Regions from separate parts of the Mus musculus genome. Here region 2 is linked to region 1. Evidence: chromatin contacts called from public promoter capture Hi-C data. All regions are on one chromosome and are shown on one strand. The core of a region is the stretch at or near the end of the contact, and the rest is flanking DNA. Distances in the headings are between cores, read along the strand shown. Region 1 holds the start of 3425401B19Rik (RIKEN cDNA 3425401B19 gene). Region 2 holds the start of Vstm4 (V-set and transmembrane domain containing 4).

Evidence for each region. Capture Hi-C pulls out chosen DNA fragments and counts their contacts.
Region 2: a promoter capture Hi-C map of adipose tissue shows a contact between it and region 1. The contact joins the promoter of Vstm4 here to the promoter of 3425401B19Rik in region 1. A contact is called at or near these places in 1 of 39 promoter capture datasets (HPC-7-derived erythroid cells) and 1 of 9 other capture datasets (adipose tissue).

Annotation. Positions count from the first base shown.
Region 1 is chr14:32,683,893-32,686,909 of GRCm38.p6, forward strand. 3425401B19Rik (RIKEN cDNA 3425401B19 gene) reads right to left here and starts at 1,380. Exons shown (of 4, transcript NM_001195097.1): 1 at 1,111-1,380. It overlaps Gm28651 (a long non-coding RNA gene), which reads left to right and starts at 1,494. Exons shown (of 5, transcript XR_874509.3): 1 at 1,494-1,889.
Region 2 is chr14:32,855,309-32,858,325 of GRCm38.p6, forward strand. It overlaps Vstm4 (V-set and transmembrane domain containing 4), which reads left to right and starts at 1,448. Exons shown (of 8, transcript NM_178791.5): 1 at 1,448-1,658. The coding sequence starts at 1,604.

The sequences.
Region 1 (3,017 bases), core at 130-2,629:
TTTTAATCCTTTGAGAACATATAGTATATTTTGATTAGTTCCACCCCCACTACATCATCTCATTCCTCTTCCATCCCTGCTCTCCCTTTTCGCCAACTTGGTGCTTCACACTTCTCACTTTCATGTCTTTTTGTGTGTTTGTTTTGAATCTAATTAGACTCGCTTGCACGAACTGTGTTGTTGCGGGTGTATGTGTGGCTTAAAACTCTCCACGGCTCTGAGAGCACGTGGCCCACAAGCAGTCAACAACCTTGTTCCGTAAAAGATGACACGGTTGATTTCAGTTTTGCATGCTGTACGGTCTGGGCAGGTGTGTAAAAGCAGCCTTGGCTGTATGCAAATGAACGTGCTGGGCTGAGCGCCAACGAAGCTTTATTTACAAATCCAGGCTCCCAGTCACAGGGCATCACTGTTTCCAAATGCTGGAAAAGGAGACGTTCTTTAACATGCACATCTGATTCCTGTTTTTACGGAGGTGTTCTAAAGTGCTAATTAATATTTCTTGATTCTATTACATTTTCATATACTCATATTCAAAAGTGTTCTCATCACTTACCGGTTCTTCTGTATTAGGAAAAAAAAAAAAAAAAAAAAAGGATGGCGTTCGATTGGGCCAGTCTGACTTGTGGGTTCTGGCTGGGCTCCCTGGGGTTCATGAGGACAGGCAGTCTGCTGAGGGCTTTGTGTTGGAGACCCACGTGTTTTCAAAGCTCATAAGTTAGAATGGCAGAAAGTGTCCCCATGGCCAGTGCCTCTTCCCTGTTACAGCGAGAGTGACAAAGGAGTCTCCCCCATCATCTATTCTGTAGAACCTGGGGCCCTGGTGGTCTCATCTAGCAATGAGAGGATCAGACGTAGCCACAAGCATGTGCTCACTCTGCCGGGGGAACCGAGCGCCCGGACAGGTCCACGGGAGGACAGAGTCACACATGTATGCTCTAAATCATACTGTTCATGGCCCACAAGACACACTTGGCCTCTAAGACCCCAAGCACTCAGTGTGCCCTTACCCGGCAGACACCGTGCTGCACACCTTCACACTTAGACCCCTCCCGGAGCCGACACCCTTCCACCGCCGCCTTGAGACTCCCTCAGCCGTGCAGACTGTACCTTCCATCTTCCGTCTCCCGTGCGAGCGTCCCAGCTGCAGATTTCACGGGCCTTCCTGGGATCTGGAGGGTACACGGCACTGCCCAGTTGCCCAAACTTCTTCCCCTTTAGCCAGGCTGCCCAGAGAGGAGAAGAAAGAGGATTCAGCACTCAAACTGCCCAAGTCTCACCAGGTTTCCCACTTGGGCAAAAAAATCAGTGGCCAGAAACTGCTAGACGTGGAAGTCTCAGAAGCTTACCCAGGCAGAGACTGGCCTGGGGAAACCAAACGGTGCTCAGAGGCAAACAGTCGGCTCTGCAGCAACACCCGCGTGGTGTCAAGTAACAGTCAGATTAAACAAACAGCCCCAGAGGCTATTTTTACATCCAGATCAGCCACGAGTAATAGATAACTTGGGAAGTGAAAATTGTTTGCTGATTAGCTGGACCCTCACCACGATTCCAGCCTCAGCTCAGAATGATTCCTAAGGCTATCCCAGAACCTAGATTCGAATAAAAATATCTCAAGATGGGAAGGAAAACATTTGTCTTAAGAAACGCTAGGAACATGATAGTGTACGCCTTGGAGCCAGTGCCGGAGGCCTGCTGATGTCCCAGAGCAGAAATAGCCTGTTTCATCATCGGCTCTGGACAACCACAGCCCGCATTCCTCGAGTAAGGAGCTATACTCTGCCATGGTTTTGGAGCAAGATAATCTGGCCAGCCACAGGCTGGGGGAAGGCTGGTCCTTTCAAGGAGAGACGTGCAAAAGGATGTGAAATTATCAGGGAAGATGCAAGGTAAGTGTCCACTCGATAACTTGGCCCTGGTGCTTCCAAAACCACCTCAGTACCAATGACAAATCTGTTCTAACAGCTCAGGGCTCCCTCTCCTTCTCTGGGAAGGACTCCCACTTCCACCCCCAAAGTCCCAAGATAAGTTCACACCTGCCTTCTCTCTAGCTGCTTCCTAGGTTGGCCTGGGGTCATCTTCCCTACCCTTAAATGGCCCTCAATAACCTTCTTTTCAGCATTGGCTGTGTTAGCTCCCAGTTGCTCTCCTCACCCCTCTCAAGATGGTCCTGAGAAAGCTCCCTTGCTGTCAAGATCCAATGCAAGAATGTCTTCTCTTTTGACCAAAGCCTCCTTTTATGCTCCCTTGGTCTGTGAGTGATTCAAGCTGTCCAGTCCGGCCAGTTCCATGACTCAATGCCCTAGGGGAGCCCTGCGGAGTACTATACCTCTGGGTCTATTTGTGAACTGCCTGTCCTGACTTTGTGGGCACCTCAAGGACAGCCACCTCTGTCCTAGTCTTGAACCTTAGTCTGTGAACATCAGGCCCTCAAGGCGGGCTCGGCTATACTTTCCTGGCTCAGCACACAGAGATGGTTTGATGAAGACTCACAGCGAACCTTTCAGTGTTATCCATCCCACCCAAGACAGGAACCAACTTGAAATGGGAGTGAAAACATCACAGAGACTCGGGGGACCTTGATTCGGTTGGCTAAACACTCTTCCTTGCTAAACCTCAGTTCAACCTATGTTTAAACTGGAAAGAATACCCGTTTCGCTGTGGGGTTAAAGGTCAAAGGAATTAAGATATAAACATGACTGTAAATTGTTAAGATCCTCAAGTATTAGCAAGGTTTTTATGATTTTCGTGACATTCTAAACCATGTAGGTTATCATTTATTAGTTTCCTTTAAATAAATCTTAGGCCAACTTACTTTTTAAAAAAAAAAAAAACCCAGAGCTTTCTATTAAGCAATACCAAAGGCAACCACAGATTTGATATTTTACTGATTGTTCTTCCTCATTACACATACAAACCAATTCATAGTCAGTCCTTTGTCATTTGTGCAAGGCCAGAGTCACTGCCTCCCAACATTAGACGACACCGATTGCTAAACCTCATTATCTGTGGAATTT
Region 2 (3,017 bases), core at 198-2,697, 170 kb after region 1:
GAATCAAATATGTCACTGACTTATTCATGCCTGCAGAGTAGTTTCTGTGCTGTTTTATGGACGTCTTGGAAGGATGTTTGCATTCTTGGACTGTAGGACTCAGTTTGACCATAAACTCTGTCCCCCTGCTTTGTGTGTGTGCGTGTGTATGTGTATGTGTTTATTACTGATGGTGCAAGCACTGCACCATCACCACCCTTTGACCGGGAGGGATTCAAAGTAGAAAAGGTCTTGTTAAGTTGACTACACTAACAAACCTCCACCTTCTTTGTAGTTGGGATGACACTCATGTCGCCTTACTTCTTGCCCTGGTGCCTGACCCAGCAGCTCAGCTTCCGCAGGCCTGGCTTTCTGAGGAAGCTGCTGTTTCCATCCTGGCTTTCCTGGTGCTAAGTCCAGTCCCTAGGAAGCTGTGCTGCATGGAAGGCTCTCCCTGGGATCAGGTCCCAGAGGGCAAAGCCCACTGACATAACCAGAAAGAGTGGACAGTCCACCCTGAAGCTGCCCCGGAGTCGGTAGCCATTGGCTGGGTCAGTACCCCCTGGCAGGACCTCTCTTGCTTTGCTCCACCCCTCCCCATCTTCCTCAGGCCCTTGAAGTGGAAGGATGTGGGACTTCTGTTTCTCCTCTTCTGCCTCCTCTCTCTCTTCCTCTTCCCCTTGCTCCTCTTCCCACTCCTCCTCCTCCCACTTCCAAGGACCACTTTAAAAAAATGGATATTTTATTTATTTACATTTCAAATGTTATCCCCTTTCCAAGTTTCCCCTCCAGAAACCCCTATCCCACCCTCCCTCCCCCTTGCTCATCCACCTGCCCACCCCCAAGGACCACTTTTAACAAAGTTCTACTTGACTGGTGGTGTTTTCTGAACCCCCAACCCCCATCCTGGACACACACAAAGGAACCCCAAATAAAGCACAAAATGACTGCTGATGTTCACCACCAGGCATTGGGTGTCAAACTTTAGCCTGATTTGGTAAACAACGTAGCAAGGGTGGGACCATTTCTTTGCAGCAGAGCAACTGATGGAAGACTCAGAGGCACGTGGAGATGACAGACATTCTAGGCTCTCACCTGGAAAGTTGAACTCTTCTGTGGGAACCCTTTAACTTTCCAGGGATCCTCACCCAGCCCCCATCTCCTTCTCCAAGTTCAAGGCAGCAGTGGAAAGTTGTTTCTCAGCTGCTGTGAGCCTTCTCGATGGGAATGCCTGGTGTGTGTGCTGTCCAGGCTCAGGGTTTGTAGATGAACCCAGTACCTAAGTTTCTGGATCCTTCTTAGGAATAATTGGGTTTGGAACAAGGAGAGCTAAAGGTCTCCTGGACAACGTCCAACGTTACAACGTCCTCCTGGACGCCTTAGCTCTGTACAACGTGAATCTCCAGGGTCACCTCAGTTTTCTCATCTGAGACGTGGGCGTGGTGAAAGGGGACACCGTGGGCTGGCCCAGTTAGTGGATGGAGAGGCCGCTCCTCCAGCTCGGCGTAGACCCAGAGACCCAGCAGCGCTGGCCCGAACTGTGGCTGGAGGCCGAGGGGCGGGCCGGGCCCGGCGGGCGGCGGCGCTCTCCCGGGTCACAGCGCCGGGCGGAGGCGGCGGGAAGATGCGGCTGCGGCTCCTAGCGCTGGCGGCGGCCGTGCTGCTGGGTCCGGCCCCGGGTAAGCGCGGCGCGGCGGGCGGCTGCGCGGGAGGCCGGGGCTCGAGCGGGAGGGGAGGCCAGGGTTACATGGGGTCCTGGAGACTCACTCGTACCCCGCGATCCTGGCGGCGCAACGGCGGCGCCGACTCAGGTCTCCTCCGGTCCCTAGTCCTGCCCGTGTCCCGCGATGGGGACCTGCTCTCGGGACAGCTCCTGGTCCCTTCTGAGTCGCAGGCCGCGGAGCTCAGGGCGAAGCCAGCCCGATCAGAGCCCCAAGTCGGCGCCTTCTTTCTGTCTTTCGTAGTAGTCGAGACCCGCAGCTGCTGCCAGCACCAACTTTCCTTTAACTATCTTTGGAGACGCTCCGAAATGAGGTCAGGAGCGACCGGATCTTCCCAGCCTACTGGGCACTGAGGATTTACTAGTGAGTCTTCTGAGATGGTCAAATCTGGTTAGACAGGGTGTCATCCATCAGAATCCTTTCCCACAAACACACTTCTTTGGGGGCCACCTCTGTTGGCTTGCACAGTTTTATGGCTCCCACTTACAGCGGTTGAAGAACCTCTTTCGCTCCGTCCCCAGCAAAAGGTATATTAGTGACTCTCCCTTCCCAGGTGACTACCAGCAAGAGGTGTACACTATCTCATTTAATCACAGTGGTGTTTCAAAGTAAGAACATCAAGGTTTTATCAATCCAAATACTGCGTAAAACATTGGCTCAGTTTATCAGTCCACCAACCTCTAAGGACAGCGCAGTTTTAGCCCCATTTTAAAAACAAAGAACGAGAGGGACAGGTATGAAAATTTGAACCCTTTAGATTCCAACCTGGATGTACCCAGGGTCACCCTGTAGCTCCTGCTTATCATCCTTCACCTGGGTCTGTCATTCACTCCACCAGATGCTTCCCCTATGGCTCCTGACCTCCATCTGCAAGGGAAAGGCCAACATACTTCACGTATAAACCCACTCTCAGGGCCTGCACAGTCTTCGGCCTTCATTTAGGGGTAGAGTGGGAGCTTATTGGTCACCCAGTCCCACCATTCATCTCGCAGAAAAGAAAACTATCAGTTCAAGTACTTATTAAAAGCCAAGCTGTGGTTCAGAGCAGTGACTACCAGTCGTCTTTGAAGTCAGATCCCGTAGTTTTGAATTTCATCTCTGCTATGCGCTGTGTGAGCTTGAGCAAGTTGTTCAGCTTCTCTGGACCTCCATCTTGGCTGTAAAATGAGAATTAGCAGCTAATGAGGATACACTGGGGAGATACATCTAATTGCCTTAGAACTACATTTGGCCTGAAGTTCACTTGAGCGTGTTTCTTCCTCTGTCACAAAACAAGGCAGTATTTGCCCTGACCTGGAGGTAGTTATAGGTGATGAC